Linked DNA regions of Oryctolagus cuniculus: region 1 is linked to region 2. A link is a contact called in public Hi-C data. All regions are on one chromosome and are shown on one strand. The core of a region is the stretch at or near the end of the contact, and the rest is flanking DNA. Distances in the headings are between cores, read along the strand shown. Region 1 overlaps CALML4 (calmodulin like 4). Region 2 overlaps CALML4 (calmodulin like 4).

The links. Hi-C and Micro-C count contacts between places; a contact is called where the count stands out from the background.
Region 1: a contact with region 2 is called in a Hi-C map of embryonic fibroblasts, with 6 times the contacts expected there. The contact joins two enhancer-like sites. A contact is called at or near these places in 5 of 6 Hi-C or Micro-C datasets (ear pinna, embryonic fibroblasts, psoas muscle and 2 more).

What each region holds. Positions count from the first base shown.
Region 1 is chr12:91,056,999-91,063,907 of mOryCun1.1, forward strand. All of the region lies in intron 1 of CALML4 (calmodulin like 4), which reads right to left. Among named protein-coding and RNA genes, the nearest start is that of FEM1B, 24 kb to the left of the region's middle. Within about 2 kb of position 4,878, at least 4 of the 8 cell types and tissues checked have an H3K27ac peak or open chromatin away from gene starts, as enhancers often do.
Region 2 is chr12:91,010,355-91,017,648 of mOryCun1.1, forward strand. All of the region lies in intron 1 of CALML4 (calmodulin like 4), which reads right to left. Among named protein-coding and RNA genes, the nearest start is that of CLN6, 17 kb to the left of the region's middle. Within about 2 kb of position 3,092, at least 1 of the 8 cell types and tissues checked has an H3K27ac peak or open chromatin away from gene starts, as enhancers often do.

The DNA.
Region 1 (6,909 bases), core at 3,628-6,127, 48 kb after region 2:
GCAGTGAAAGATGGTCCAAGTCCTTGGGCCCTTGTACCCAAGTAGGAGACCCAGAAGAAGCTCCTGGCTCCTGGCTTTGGTCTAACCCAGCCCTGGCCATTGCAGCCATTTGGGGAGTGAACCAGCAGATAGAAGACTTCTCTTTCTCTGCCTCTGCCTCTGTCTCTGTGACTCTGCCTTTCAAATAATTTTTTTTTAAGATTTATTTTGTTTATTTGAAAAAGTTACAGAGTGAGGTAGAGAGGTCTTCCATCCGCTGGTTCACTCCCCAGATGGCTGCAACGGCTGGAGCCACACCAATCTGAAACCAGGAGCCAGGAGTGTCTTCCAGGTCTCCCACGTGGGTGCAGGGGCCCGAGGACTTGGGCCATCTTCTACTGCCTTCCCAGGCCACAGCAGAGAGCTGGATTGGAAGAGGACAGCAGGGACTAGAACCAGTATATGGTACGCTGGCGCTTCAGGCCAGGGTTTTAACCTGCTGTGCCACAGCGCCAGCCCCTAAATAAATAAATAAATAAATAAATAAATAAATAAATAAATAAATTTTTTTTGACAGTAGACAGAGAAAGGTCTTCCTTCTGCTGGTTCATCCCCCAAATGGCTGCTACGGCCAGTGCGCTGTGCCGATCCGAAGCCAGGAACCAGGTGCTTCCTCCAGGTTTCCCATGCAGGTGCAGGGCCCAAGGACCTGGGCCATCCTCCACTGCACTCCCAGGCCACAGCAGAGAGCTGGACTGGAAGAGGAGCAACCGGGACTGAATCCGGCACCCCGACCAGATTAGAACCCGGTGTGCCGGTGCCACAGGCGGAGGATTAGCCTAGTGAGCCGAGGCGCCGGCCAATAAATCTTAAAAAAAAATTCTGACCTACCTTGGATTTACTTTGATATAAGGTTCTAGCTATCTAAGGGCCTTTTAATTATTTCTCACTGATTTGAATTATAAACGAAATTCCCACAATGTCACTGGATCTTTTTCTAGTTGGTTTAAAGCTCGGGAATATCATCTGTGTTCAACTACCAGCTCTACCACTTACTAGCTCTGTGACCTTGGGCAAGTTGCTTTTCAATCAGGCCGCAGTTTTTGTAAATTGGGACAATAAGATTCTCTAACTTGGGCTGTGATGAGCAAATGAGAATTATAATACTTACCTAGTGTCAGAGGGAAGTACCTGGTAGATGCTTATTAGGATTGGTTAGTTGGGCTAGTATCTCTTCATTTGTTTTTGTTTGTTTTTGGTGGTGGTGTGTTTCTTTTTCTGGATGAATTTTGGTGTCATTTTATCATGGTGAAGTATTTTGTTTAGCATCGGCTTTATTTCTTGACATCTCTACAGTTCTGAGCTTTTTCTTTCAACGATTTATTTATTTGAAAAGGACACAGAGAGAGCGGGCACAGACAGAGATCTTCTGTCTGCTGGTTCTCTCCCAAAATGGCTTCAACTGCTGGGACTGGGCCAGGCGGAAACCAGGAGCAAGAAGTTTCTTCCGGGTCTCCCACGTGAGTGCAGGGGCCCAAGGACTTGGGCCGTCTTCCACTGCTTTCCCAGGCCATAGCAGAGAGCTGGCTCCGAAGAGGAGCAGCCGGTACTCGAACTGGTGCTCTGGTATGGGAAGCCGGTGTCACAAGCAGCAGTTTAACCTGCTGTGCCATAGGCTGGTCCCGGTTCTGAGTCTTTTAATTCAAAAGCAAGATATTTTCATTTAGTCAAGTCTTTTATGTCTTCGAAGGTTTTGAAAAAAAAATTTTTTTTTTTGACAGGCAGAGTGGACAGTGAGAGAGAGAGAAAGGTCTTCCTTTTGCCGTTGGTTCACCCTCCAATGGCCACCACGGCCGGCGCACCGCGTTGATCCGATGGCAGGAGCCAGGAGCCAGGTGCTTTTCCTGGTCTCCCATGGGGTGCAGGGCCCAAGCACCTGGGCCATCCTCCACTGCACTCCCTGGCCACAGCAGAGGGCTGGCCTGGAAGAGGGGCAACCGGGACAGAATCTGGCGCCCCGACCGGGACTAGAACCCGGTGTGCCGGCGCCGCAAGGCGGAGGATTAGCCTAGTGAGCCGCGGCGCCGGCTGAAATTTTTTTAAATGAAAATCAGATGTCTTTATTTTCATTGTTTATATTGGTATATATGTGTCTAAATGTCAGCGTTATTTTACAAAGTCCTTTAATGATGACTTTTTTTTTTTTTTTTAAGATTTTTGTTATTTGAGAGGCAGAGTTACAGGCAGTGAGAGGGAGAGACAGAGAGAAAGGTCTTCCTTCTGCTGGTTCACTCCCCAAATAGTCGCTACAGCCAGAGCTGCACCGATCCGAAGCCAGGAGCCAGGAGCTTTCTTCTAGGTTTCCCACGCAGGTGCAGGAGCCCAAGCGCTTGAGCCAGGCCATTGCAGAGAGCTGGATCGGAAGAGGAGCAGCTGGGACTAGAACCAGCAGCCACGTGGGATGACAGCGCTGTAGGCAGAGGATTAACGCCCTGTGCCGGCCCCGACTTTTTTTTTTCTAAGAATATTTTTCAGTTGCTTCTTTTGGATGTCCCAGATACACTCATCATCATTTATGTGTCATGATAAAATCTTGCCTTTTCAGTCGTCACACCTGTGTGTGTGTGTGTGTGTGTGTGTTTTGTTTTGGCCAAATTACTGCCTGTCAAAACAAACAAAGATTGCCAGGAGAGTATTAAATGGTGGTCTTAGAGCACATGCTTGGCACATGCTTGTTTTGAATTTAGATTTTTTGGGTAGCCATTCCAGTCTATCTAAAGATCGTAACTGTGTAGTGTAACCCTCTCTCTCTCGCTGTGTCTCTCTATTTATTTCTTTGAAATGCAGAGTTACAGAGAGGCAGGGAGAGAGAGGTCTTCCATCTGCTGGTTCACTCCCCAGATGGCTGCAATGGCCAGAGCTGTGCTGATCCGAAGCCAGGGTCCGGGAGCTTCTTCCTAGTGTCCCACGTGGGTACAGGGGCCCAAGGACTTGGACCATCTTCTACTGCCTTCCCAGGCCATAGCAGAGAGCTGGATGGGAAGTGGAACAGCTGGGACTTGAACCAGCATCCATATGGGATGTTGGCACTGCAGGTAGTGGCTTTACCTGCTACACCACAGTGCTGGTCCCAACCCTCTCATTTTATAAGCAAAGATATGGACCAGAAAGTGACTCGTGCATCCAGGTCCACATCAGGACTGCGTGTCAGAGCTGGGAGTAGGCTGTGGGTGGTAACCCTCCCAGAGTGCTCTCACTGCCTGGCGGCAGTACCTGGCTGACTACAGGAAGTGCCCCCTATAGGTTGCAGAGCCTGGCTTTTCTTAGTAAGACCGCAGGCTCTCGGGCTCACCGGCACACAGAAACGGACAAGAGGCCCATGTGTGGTGGGAGCTTGTTCTTGAGCACAAGGGAGTAGCCTAGCGTGAAGAGGCCCCACTGGCTGCTTGGATGGCGGAGCTGGGTGGGGCCTTTGGTCAGATAGGGGGCTTGGCAGGTCCCCTCACACTCAGGGCACCCCCATCTGCACCCAGCCTGGAATTCTGGCTCATCACCCTCAGCTTTGTGCTTTGGGTGCACCCAGGCCGGTTCTGTGCAGGCTTGGTTCTTACTGCACATGACAATCTCAAAATGGGGGTGTTGCTCACTGCCTCACCCCGGGAAGGATATGTATTAGTTACATTGGGCTATTCCGGGCACGTGTGTAGGTTAGGGAAGGCCCCCACAGGGCAGTGTGGGGCCTTTGCAGGTAGGGTCTGGCTGTTTCTTGGGCCTCATTGATTTGAGACTAGATGGATACATACCATGGGAGGGAGTGAGGGCTGGAATTTGTGAATCCTACTTTTCTTTTTGTAAAGTTTTATTTATTTGAAAGACAGAGTTACACAGAAGGATGGAGAGAGAGAGAGAGAGAGAGAGACAGAGAGAGAGAGAGAGAGAGAGAGAGAGAGATCTGTCTACTGAGTCACTCCCCAAATGGCCTCAATAGCCAGTGCTGGGCCAGGCCGAAGCCAGGTCTCAAATGGGTGCAGGAGCCCAAGCGCTTGGCCCCTCCTCTGCTGCCTTCCCAGGCGCATTAACAGGGAGCTGGATCAGAAGTAGAGCAGCCGGGTCTCGAACCGGCACCCCTTTGGGATGCCACAGTGCTGGCCCCTGTGAATTCTGTTTCTATCCTGTCTCAAGATGACCAGACTAAAGAAAATGCTGGTAATAGTATATTTTGGCAGATAATTTGATTCAGGAAATTTTGATACAAGAGGTGGGAATATCAAGTGTTTCACAAAACCTTAGCTTGTTGGCAAGTTTAGAAAACTATTTCCAAATTGCCCAAGCTTTTACAATTTGATGTGCTCCATCCATCCAAGAGGAGAACTGGGTTGTTCTCTTGCCTCAACCAGTGAGAACAAACGTGGGAGCCCTTAGTGGGCACCTGCGTGCCAGGCTATGTGCCAGGGGTGTGCAGCGACAGTAAGGCAGATGGTCTCTGGCCCTGTTTGAAACCTAATTTTCTGGTTTTTGTCAAATTTTAATTTCTCAAACATTTGCAAGTATATATATATGTGTGTGTGTGTATGTGTGTATATATACATATATGTATTTTTTATGAAGTCTTGGGCCACCCTCTGGAAACATTTCAGAGCACTGAGTTGTTTCTTGCACATTTTTTTTAAAAAGTGCAGTCTGAGGGCGATTAGAACAAAGCCAAGCAAGACTGACCAGGAACCATGTACCCTTCCCTTTTTTTTTTTTTGTTTTCAAGAATTATTTTGCTCATAGCCTATTTTGAGCCTGGCGAGCTTGCTGGGTAGAGTTCAGCCTGTGTCTTGCTGGGCGTTTCAGAGCCCAGGCGCAAGGCTCCTAACCCTGTCTCCACGCCGAGCCGGGGAAGCCGGCCGTGCCTGTTTCGGTTTCAGTTCTGGAACACGCTGTCGCACTTCAGTGTGATGCCAGAAGTGGCAGCCTGGACAGTGACAGGAGAGCTCTCTGCGGATCATGTTGTGCTCAGTGAAGCTGACTCCCCTTGGAGAAGCAGCTGCTTGATGTTAATGCTAATGTGATGTTTGAATTAATTCTAAGTTGTAGGAAATCGTGCAGACTACAGGGCCGGTAGCGCTCTAGCTGCAGGTGAAACCAAAGGCGGGGGGGGGGGCCCACGGCTGCATGAAGTCAGCCCAGGGCTGAGACGTGGTTGCAGTGAGTCATCGCACCAGGAAAGGAGCGTGGTACAGCCTGCTGCTTCTATTACAGGTTGTTTGGCATCCTGGGCTGGAAGCCAGAAGCCAGGGGAACTGACTTCCTGTGTCTTGCGAGGGTATGCCACTAGAAACTCTGGAATACAAGGGTGCTTCAGAAAGCAATTGGAAATGGAATTAAAAGATATTTATTTTGGTGCAAAAACAATTCAAAAATCCATGCATAGCTTTTTCATAATACATAGTTTACATGAACGTTTTGAAGATCCTTTGTATGCATGGATTTCACTGTTTTTTGGCACCAAAATGAACTTTTTAAAGATTGATTTATTTATTTGAAAGGCAAAGTTACAGAGAGGCAGAGGTAGAAAGAGAGAGATGGCCAGCGCCGCGGCTCACTAGGCTAATCCTCCGCCTGCGGCGCTGGCACATCGGGTTCTAGTCCCGGTCGGGGCGCCGGATTCTGTCCCAGTTGCCCCTCTTCCAGGCCAGCTCTCTGCTGTGGCCCGGGAGTGCAGTGGAGGATGGCCCAGGTCCTTGGGCCCTGCACTGGCATGGGAGACCAGGAGGAAGCACCTGGCTCCTGGCTTCGGATCAGTGCGGTGTGCCGGCCACAACACACCAGCTGTAGCAGCCATTGAAGGGTGAACCAACGGTAAAGGAAGACCTTTCTCTTTGTCTCTCTCTCAGTGTCCACTCTGCCTGTCAAAAATAAAAAATAAAAAAAGAGAAGTCTTCCATCCCCTGGTTCACTTCCCAAGTGGCTGCAATGGCTGGAGCTGCCCCGATCCAAAGCCAGGAGCCAGGATCCTCCTCTGGGTATCCCACATGGGTGCAGGGGCCCAAGGAGTTGGGCCATCTTCCACTGCTTTTCCAGGCCATAGCAGAGAGCTGGATGGGAAGTGGAGCAGCCGGGACTCGAACCGGTGGCCATATGGGATGCCGGCACTGCAGGTGGCGGCTTTTTTTTTACGCCACAGTGCCGGCCCCCCAAAATGAACTTCTTTTTAAAATATTTATTTATTTGAAAGAGTTACACAGAGGAGAGGTAGAGAGAGAGAGGGGTCTTCCATCCACTTGTTCACACCCCAAATGGCTGCAAAGGTCAGAGCTGCGCCAATCTGAAACCAGGAGCCAGAAGGCTCCTCCAGGTGGGTGTAGGGTCCCAAGGATTTGGGCCATCTTCTACTGCTTTCCTAGGCCATAGCAGAGAGTGAAGTGGAGCAGCCGGGTTTCTAACCAGCGCCCATATGAGATGCCGGCGCTTCAGGCCAGGGTGTTAACCCGCTGCACCCCAGCGCCGGCCCCCAAAATGAACTTTTAATTTCATCTTCCATGGAGGTTTGAAGTCTACTTGACCTGTTGGAGGTGAGGGTAATCTTGCAGAGACCTCCAAGGAAGGAGGGGTCCTAGAAGCTCCTCATGTCCTAAGCTCAGTACCTCTCTGCTGTGTTCACGTTAGCACTTAGCCCTTCCACCTGTGTAGCTGTCTTGTTAGGAAACCACTTTCCTGGGGCGGGTTCTGGCACAGCCGTTACAGCGCCACTGGGGACACCCACGTTCCATATTTGCAGTGCCTGGATTTGCGTCTCGGCTCCCCTTTCAATTCAAGCTTCCCGTGAATGAAGACCATGGAAGGCAGCAGGTGACAGCGGAAGCAGTTGGGTCCCTGTCACTGATGAGGGAGACCCGGATTGAGTTCCGGGCTCTTGGTCAGCCTGGTTCAGCCCCTACCTTT
Region 2 (7,294 bases), core at 1,842-4,341:
AGGTTCTAGTCCCGGTCGGGGCGCCGGATTCTGTCCCGGTTGCTCCTCTTCCAGGCCAACTCTCTGCTGTGGCCCGGGAGTACAGTGGAGGATGGCCCAAGTGCTTGGGCCCTGCACCCCATGGGAGACCAGGATAAGTACCTGGCTTCTGCCATCGGATCAGCGCGGTGCGCCGGCCGCAGCACGCCGGCCGCAGCACGCCGGCCGCAGCAGTCATTGGAGGGTGAACCAACGGCAAAGGAAGACCTTTCTCTCTCTCTCTCACTGTCCACTCTGCCTGTCAAATAAATAAATAAATAAAAATTTTAAAAAAATGAGAGTAGAGGCTAGCATTTGGTGTAGTGGTTAACGTGCCACTCAGGATGCCAGTACCCCCCTCCAGAGTGTCTGGGTTTGGGTCCTGACTCCACTTTCAAATGCCAGCTTCCTGCTAACGCACACCCCGGGGAGGCAACAGACAATGGTTCAAGTACTTGGGTTCCTGGCACCTACCTGGGATGCCTGGATTGAGTGGCTTCTGGCTTGGGCCTGGCTCAGCCCTGGCTGTTGCAGGCATTTGGGGAGTGCCAATCCAAAACCAGGAGCCAGGAGCTTCTTCCAGGTCTCCCACGCAGAGGCCCAATCACTTGGGCCATCTTCTACTGCTTTCCCAGGCCATATCAGAGAGCTGGATTGGAAGTGGAGCAGCTGGGACTTGAACTGGTGCCCTTATGAGATGCTGACACTGCAGGCCGGGGCTTTAACCCACTGTGCCACAGCGCCGGCCCCAGAACACTGCCTTCTGATGTGTCCTCCTGTGTGCCCCTTTCCTTCCTCGCCCTGCTTCCTCATCATGTAGATCCTTAGCTTGATTTTAAAAAAATGTCTGTACTTTCATCATATATCTGTGCATCTCTAAACAAAATAGTATTTAGTTTACTTGTTTAGGCTGTATAACAGTGACATCATGACTTCAAGTTCTGCAACTTGCCTTTTTATGCATTATATGCTGTGATTATATATTATACATAGTTGTGTATTTATTATGTAGCAGTGAGTCCGGCGCCGTGGCTCACTAGGCTAATCCTCCGCCTTGCGGCGCCGCCACACCGGGTTCTAGTCCTGGTCCAGGCGCGAGATTCTGTCCCGGTTGCCCCTCTTCCAGGCCAGCTCTCTGCTGTGGCCAGGGAGTGCAGTGGAGGATGGCCCAAGTACTTGGGCCCTGCACCCCATGGGAGACCAGGAGAAGCACCTGGCTCCTGCCATCGGATCAGCGCGGTGCACCGGCCGCAGCGTGCTGGCCGCGGTGGTCATTGGAGGGTGAACCAACGGCAAAGGAAGACCTTTCTCTCTGTCTCTCTCTCTCACTGTCCACTCTGCCTGACAAAAATAAAAATAAAAATAAAAATAAATAAAAAAATACTATGTAGCAGTGACTGATTCACTCTGGAAATATCACTGACCATTCTCCTATCATTGCATGGTGGCATCCCATATTTCCGTATTGTAAATATTAGTTCAGTGAGCATTCATATCAGTGTGCAAAAATGTCTCTGCAATATATCTAGCTCCGTTTTCCATAATACTGCTCCTTGGCTTTGCAGGCAATGCACACTCCATTTGTGTATATGTGACATAGACCCTCTATCAGCCTTTGTACTTTTGTACTTACCAACCATTCTGGGCTCACTTATTAATTTTAATAATTTATAAATTATTTTGGTATTTCTGTGCACTTAATTATATTCACTGCCAATAACGACAATGCTGTTTTTTTCTCTCTCCTTATATGAGTGTCTGGCTTACCCTGGCCTTATCGAGCAGTCAGGATGTTAGAGACAGCTTCATCTTTTTCTGCTCTTAAAGGAACAATAGTTACAATGATTTACCATTAGGAATGATGACTAGAGGGGCCAGCGCTGTGGTGCAGTGGGTTAACCTGACATCTGCAGCACCAGCATCCCCTGTGGTCACTGGTTTGAGTCCCAGCTGCTCCACTTGCAATCCAGCTCCCTGCTAATGTGCCTAGGAAAGTATTGGAGGATGGCCCAAAGTGCTTAGGCCTCTGCACCCATGTGGGAGACCATGAAGAAGCGCCTGGCTTTGGCTTGGCCCAGCCCTGGTCATTGTGGCCATTTAGGGAATGAACCAGCAGACAGAAGATCTCTCTCCTCTTTCTATCTCTTCCTCTCTCACTGTAACTCTGACTCTCAAGTAAATGAATAAATCTTTAAAAAATGATGACTGAGGCCAACGCTGTGGTGCAGTGGGTGAAGCCTCTACCTGCAATGCTGGCATCCCTTATTGGAGTGCTGGTTCAAGTCCCGGCTTTCTGCTTCCAAATGCAGCTCCTTGCTAATGCACCTGGGAAAGCAGCAGAAGATGGTCCAAGTGCTTGGGCCCCTGCATACCCGGAAGAAGTTCCTGGCTCCTGCCTGGCGCAATCTAGGCAGTTAGAGCCATGTGGAGAGTGAACCAGGAGCTTCATCCCGGTCTCCCATATGAATTGTAGGGGCCCAAGCACGTGGGCCATCTTCCACTGCTTTCCCAGACCATTAGCAGGGAGCTGGATCCGAAGTGGAGCAGCTGGGATTCAAACCAGTGCCTATATGGGATGCCAACACTGCAAGCATGAGCTTAACCCATTATGCCACAGCGCTGGCCCCATTTCATTCTCTTTAATAGCTGCTCACTACTCAAGCTTTATTGACACAGCATTGATAAACTATCCTTTTCTGGAAATATTCCTTACACGCTTTCTGACACATTCATGTCACCTTTGTAGTCTCCATATCTACTACCTTCTTCTGCTCTGCCTTCTTATTCATTGCTTATTTATTCGTGATGCTTCTTTTTCAAGTGGTGTCTTGGCCATTTGGGGAATGAACCAGTGCATGGAAGACCTCTGTCTCTCTCTGCCTCTCCTTCTCTCTCTGTGTAACTCTGACTTTCAAATAACTAAATAAGTCCTTTTTTTTAAAAAAAAAAAAAAGGTAGTGTTCCATTTCTTAAACTGTACGGTGAGTTTCCAACTAGCATTTTATATTGCAAGTTTTCTTTTCCTGAGTATTAAACCTATTTAAGGGCCATGCACTTTCCCTTTTTCACCACTACGCGGCAGGCTAGGACGTCTGGACAGTAAGCCTGGTCTGGGAAAGGCTGGGGAGAATGCATAGGCCTAACCCGCCATGTTTCTGTAGCATTCTTCTAATTCCCCCACACGGGCGATGGTTCGCAGAGTATTAAATGTACCGCACACCAGCCCAGGTGGGCATCTTTGCAGCCCCGTGGCCAGATGTTCTGTTTTTTCTTTTCGCCTGGTTATGTCACCGTTTTTGCAAACTTAGAAAGTTTGTCTGCTTCATGGCCCATTCCTATTTCTCAGTTTCCCAGGGTGTTTGTTCCTAAATTGCCAAGGGCACGAGGGTGGTGATGTGGCCTCTTCCTGGCTGCTGCTCATGAGATGCCTCCTTTCACCTGTATTGATTTGGGGCTTTTTTTGGGGGGGGGGATTTATTTATTGGGGCTGGTGCTGTGGCGCAATGGGTTAACACCCTGGCCTGAAGCGCCGGCATCCCATATGGGTGCCAGTTCAAGATCCAGCTGCTCCACTTCCAATCCAGCTCTCTTCTGTGGCCTGGGAAAGCAGTGGAAGATGGCCCAAGTGCTTGGGCCCTGCACCCACGTGGGAGACCTGGAAGAAGCTCCTGGTTCCTGGCTTCGGATTGGCCCAGCTCTGGCTGTTGTGGCCAATTGGGGAGTGAACCAGCAGATGGAAGACCTCTCTCTCTCTCTCTCTCTCTCTGCCTCTCCTCCTCTCTTCAATAAATAAATAAATAATTCTTTATTTATTTATTTTAAAGTCAGAGTTACACAGAGAGAGGAGGAGAGGCAGAGAGAGAGGTCTTCCATCCTTTGGTTCACTCCCCAAATGGCCACAATGGCTGGAGCTGCACCAATCCGAAGCCAGGGGCCAGGAGCTTCTTCCAGGTCTCCCACGTGGGTACAGGGGCCCAAGGACTTGGGCCATCTTCCACTGCTTTCCCAGGCCACAGAAGAGAGCTGGATTGGAAGTAGAGCAGCCGGGTCTTGAACAGTGCCCATTTGGGATGCCGGCACTGCAGCCGGTGGCTTTACCGCTACGCCACAGCACCGGCCCCGGGGCTGTTTTTCAGCACCAGCGTTAGAACTTCTGCTTGGTGAATATTTGGATGACATTGTTTTAGAGAGCTGTATGTAAAGTTTTAGTAACAAGCAATGTTAAAACATCACCACGAGAGTTACCAAAATCGTTCATAGGAATCCTGGTGCCAGAGGCCAGCATTGTGGTGTAGTGGGTTAAGCCATGGCCTGCCCTGCCGGCATCCATAGGGGCACTGCTTCCAGCACCCTGCCAATGAGCCTGAGAAAGCAGAGGAAGATGACCAAGTGTTTGGGCCCCTGTACCCACGTGGGAAACCTGGAGGAGCTCCTGCCTCCTGGCTTCCGCCTGGCCCAGCTCTGGCTGTTGTGGCCATATGGGGAGGGAACCAGCAGATGGAAGACCTCTCTGTCTGTCTCTCCCTCTCTCTGTAACTCTGACTTTCAAATAAATAAACAAATCTTAGACTTTTTTTACAGAAAAATGTTAAATGCTACAGAAACACAGGGGTACTTCCAAAAAAGAAATTGTGGTAACACATAATGTGTTCATGTGACATGACTGGTGTGGTATTGACAGCTGTGGGTAGGAATTTCTGGTTCAGCAGTCACCGACTTTCACTAAGGGACAGCACGGGCGGTACCCCAGCCACCTGCTTCCCTTGGCAATCCCTGGGTCCGCCCAGCCCCTAGCCTAGCACCAATCACCCTGACCCTCTGCAATGAGCCGTGAAGGCAGTGTGAACACACCCTGGACCTCTCCGCTGCGGGCCGGCCACCCACCTCACCCCACTGTGTCCCCACTCTGGCCAGGGACGATTGGGGGAAGGGCTGTGTCTCCTCTTCTGTCTCCATGAGGTTTGGGGTATTTTTCTTGTGTCTTGGACTCCGATTAAAATGAAAATGATTGGTTTCTCAAAACAAACAAACAAACAAAACAAAAAAGCCACTTGAATTTGAAGACAGTATTGGAAAAAAAATAGCCAGACGTCTCAATGATTTTTTTGAATATTGATTGAGTTTAAGTATTGATTAACGTTGACATGCTTCTTTCGGGATGCTGGTTAAATAAAATGCTTCATAAACATTGCTTTGAACGGCTCCTTTTCACTTTTCAGAAAATGAGAGTACGGCCAAATTTAAAGGCCTGTGTGGTGGTTTGCCTCGCGCAGGGCAGCGGGTGCGGAAGTCAGGACCCGGGCGCGGGACTGCGGCGCATGGTGCAGCGCGGTGGTCCTGCGGGCTCCGTGTTCGCAGGTCCTCGCGCTTGATTTAACCCTCGGCTGTCACTGCCTGGAAGTCCTTTGAATCTGAGCTTTGCTAAGCGAAGCCTCACTGCGCAGTGCAGCACGCCCACGCGCGGTCCCTGCTCCCGCCGCCTCCCGCAAGGCACCGGCGGCCGTTCCTCCCCAGGGAAGAGCCAGGTGCGCGCCCCCGCCAAGGCCACGCGTGGTGTGCTCGGGCGGCCACGCGGGGTCCTCTCCACCCCGACTAGGGAGCTCGCGGCGAGCTTGGCTCTGGGACCGGGACTGCCGGGTGGACTTTCCCAGACCTGGGGGCGCGGGGCTCAGAGCTGCGGGGCGGATGCACTGGCCCCCGGGAGCCGCCGCGTGCAGGAGGAGCTTGGCGCTGGGGTCTCCTACAGGACCTGTGTGAGTTTGGTGATGGCGATGTTTAAATTTAAACCTGGGCTGCAACAACCTGGTAAAATTCGCGAGGGTAATTTAATTTTTTTAAAAAATTTGTATTTATTTTAAAGACGGAGTTACACAGAGGCAGAGAGAGAGAGAGAGAGAGAGAGAGAGAGAGAGAGGTTTTCCATCTGCTGGTTCACTCCCCAAATGGCCGATCCGAAGCCAGGAGCCAGGAGCTTCTTTCAGGTCTCCCACGTGGGTGCAGGGCCCAAGCACTTGGGCCATCCTCCACTGCTTTCCCAGGTGCATTAGCAGGGAGTTGGAAAGGAAGTGGAGCAGCCGGGTCTTGAACTGGCGCCCATAGGGACACCAGCGCTGCAGACTGTGGCTTTAACCCACTGCACCACAGTGCCAGCTCCTCTTTTAATTTTTGAAATGACATATTTTTAATTTAATTTATAATCTCTAAGTTTTACAACTACAAACTTTAAAAGGAGATAAAGTGGATCTTAATCTTTTTCTCCCAGGAGGCAACTTAATTTCTGTAAAGCTGACTGCTCTTTGCAGCAGCCTGGGTTATTGGGATAATAGGAAGGAGAGAGGACACTTGGCCAAGCCATTAAATTCTGCAAAAAAAATTTTTTTAAATATTTATTTATTTGAAAGTCAGAGTTACACAGAGAGAGGAAAGGCAGAGAGGTCTTCCATCTGCTGGTTCACTCCCCAACTGGCCATAATGGCTGGAGCTGCTCTGATCCCAAGCCAGAAGCCGGGAGCTTCTTCTGGTCTCCCACACGGGTGCAGGGGCCCAAGGACTTGGGCCATCCTCTACTGCCCTCCCAGGCCATAGCAGAGAGCTGGATCAGAAGTGGAGCAGCCAGGACTCAAACCAGCACCCACATGGGGTGCTGGCACTTCAGGTGGCAGCTTTACCCACTATGCCACAGCGCCGGCCTCAAATTCTGCAAACTTATGATGATCTGATCACCATAGGTAAGGGGACTGCTACTTCAGACAGCAGACACTTACAACTCTGACACCTGTATGAATGTGGTGTTTTAGGTGGACTTTGATGCTTGTGCCCAGTAACAATATTGTGAGTAGGTGGTATTATTAGGCCTATTTTTAAAGAATTAATGAGTATTTAGAAGTTTTTAGAAATTTATTTCATGGCCGGCACTGTGGTATAGTGGGTAAAACCGCTGCCTGCAGTGCCAGCATCCCATATGGGTACCAGTTCTAGTCCTGGCTGCTCCACTTCCGATCCAGCTCTCTGCTGTGGCCTGGGAAAGCAGTAGAAGATGGCCAAGTGCTTGGGCCCCTGCACCCACATGGGAGACTCAGAAGAAGCTCCTGGCTCCTGGCTTCGGGTTGGCCAGCTTCAGCGGTTGTGGCTATTTGGGGAGTGAACCAGAGGATAGATGACCTCTCTCTCTCTGTGTGTGTGTGTGTGTAACTCTTCCTTTCAAATAAATAAATCTCTTTTTTTAAAAAAAGAAACTTATTTCCTTTTTATTTAAAAAGCAGAGAGAGAGGGAGAG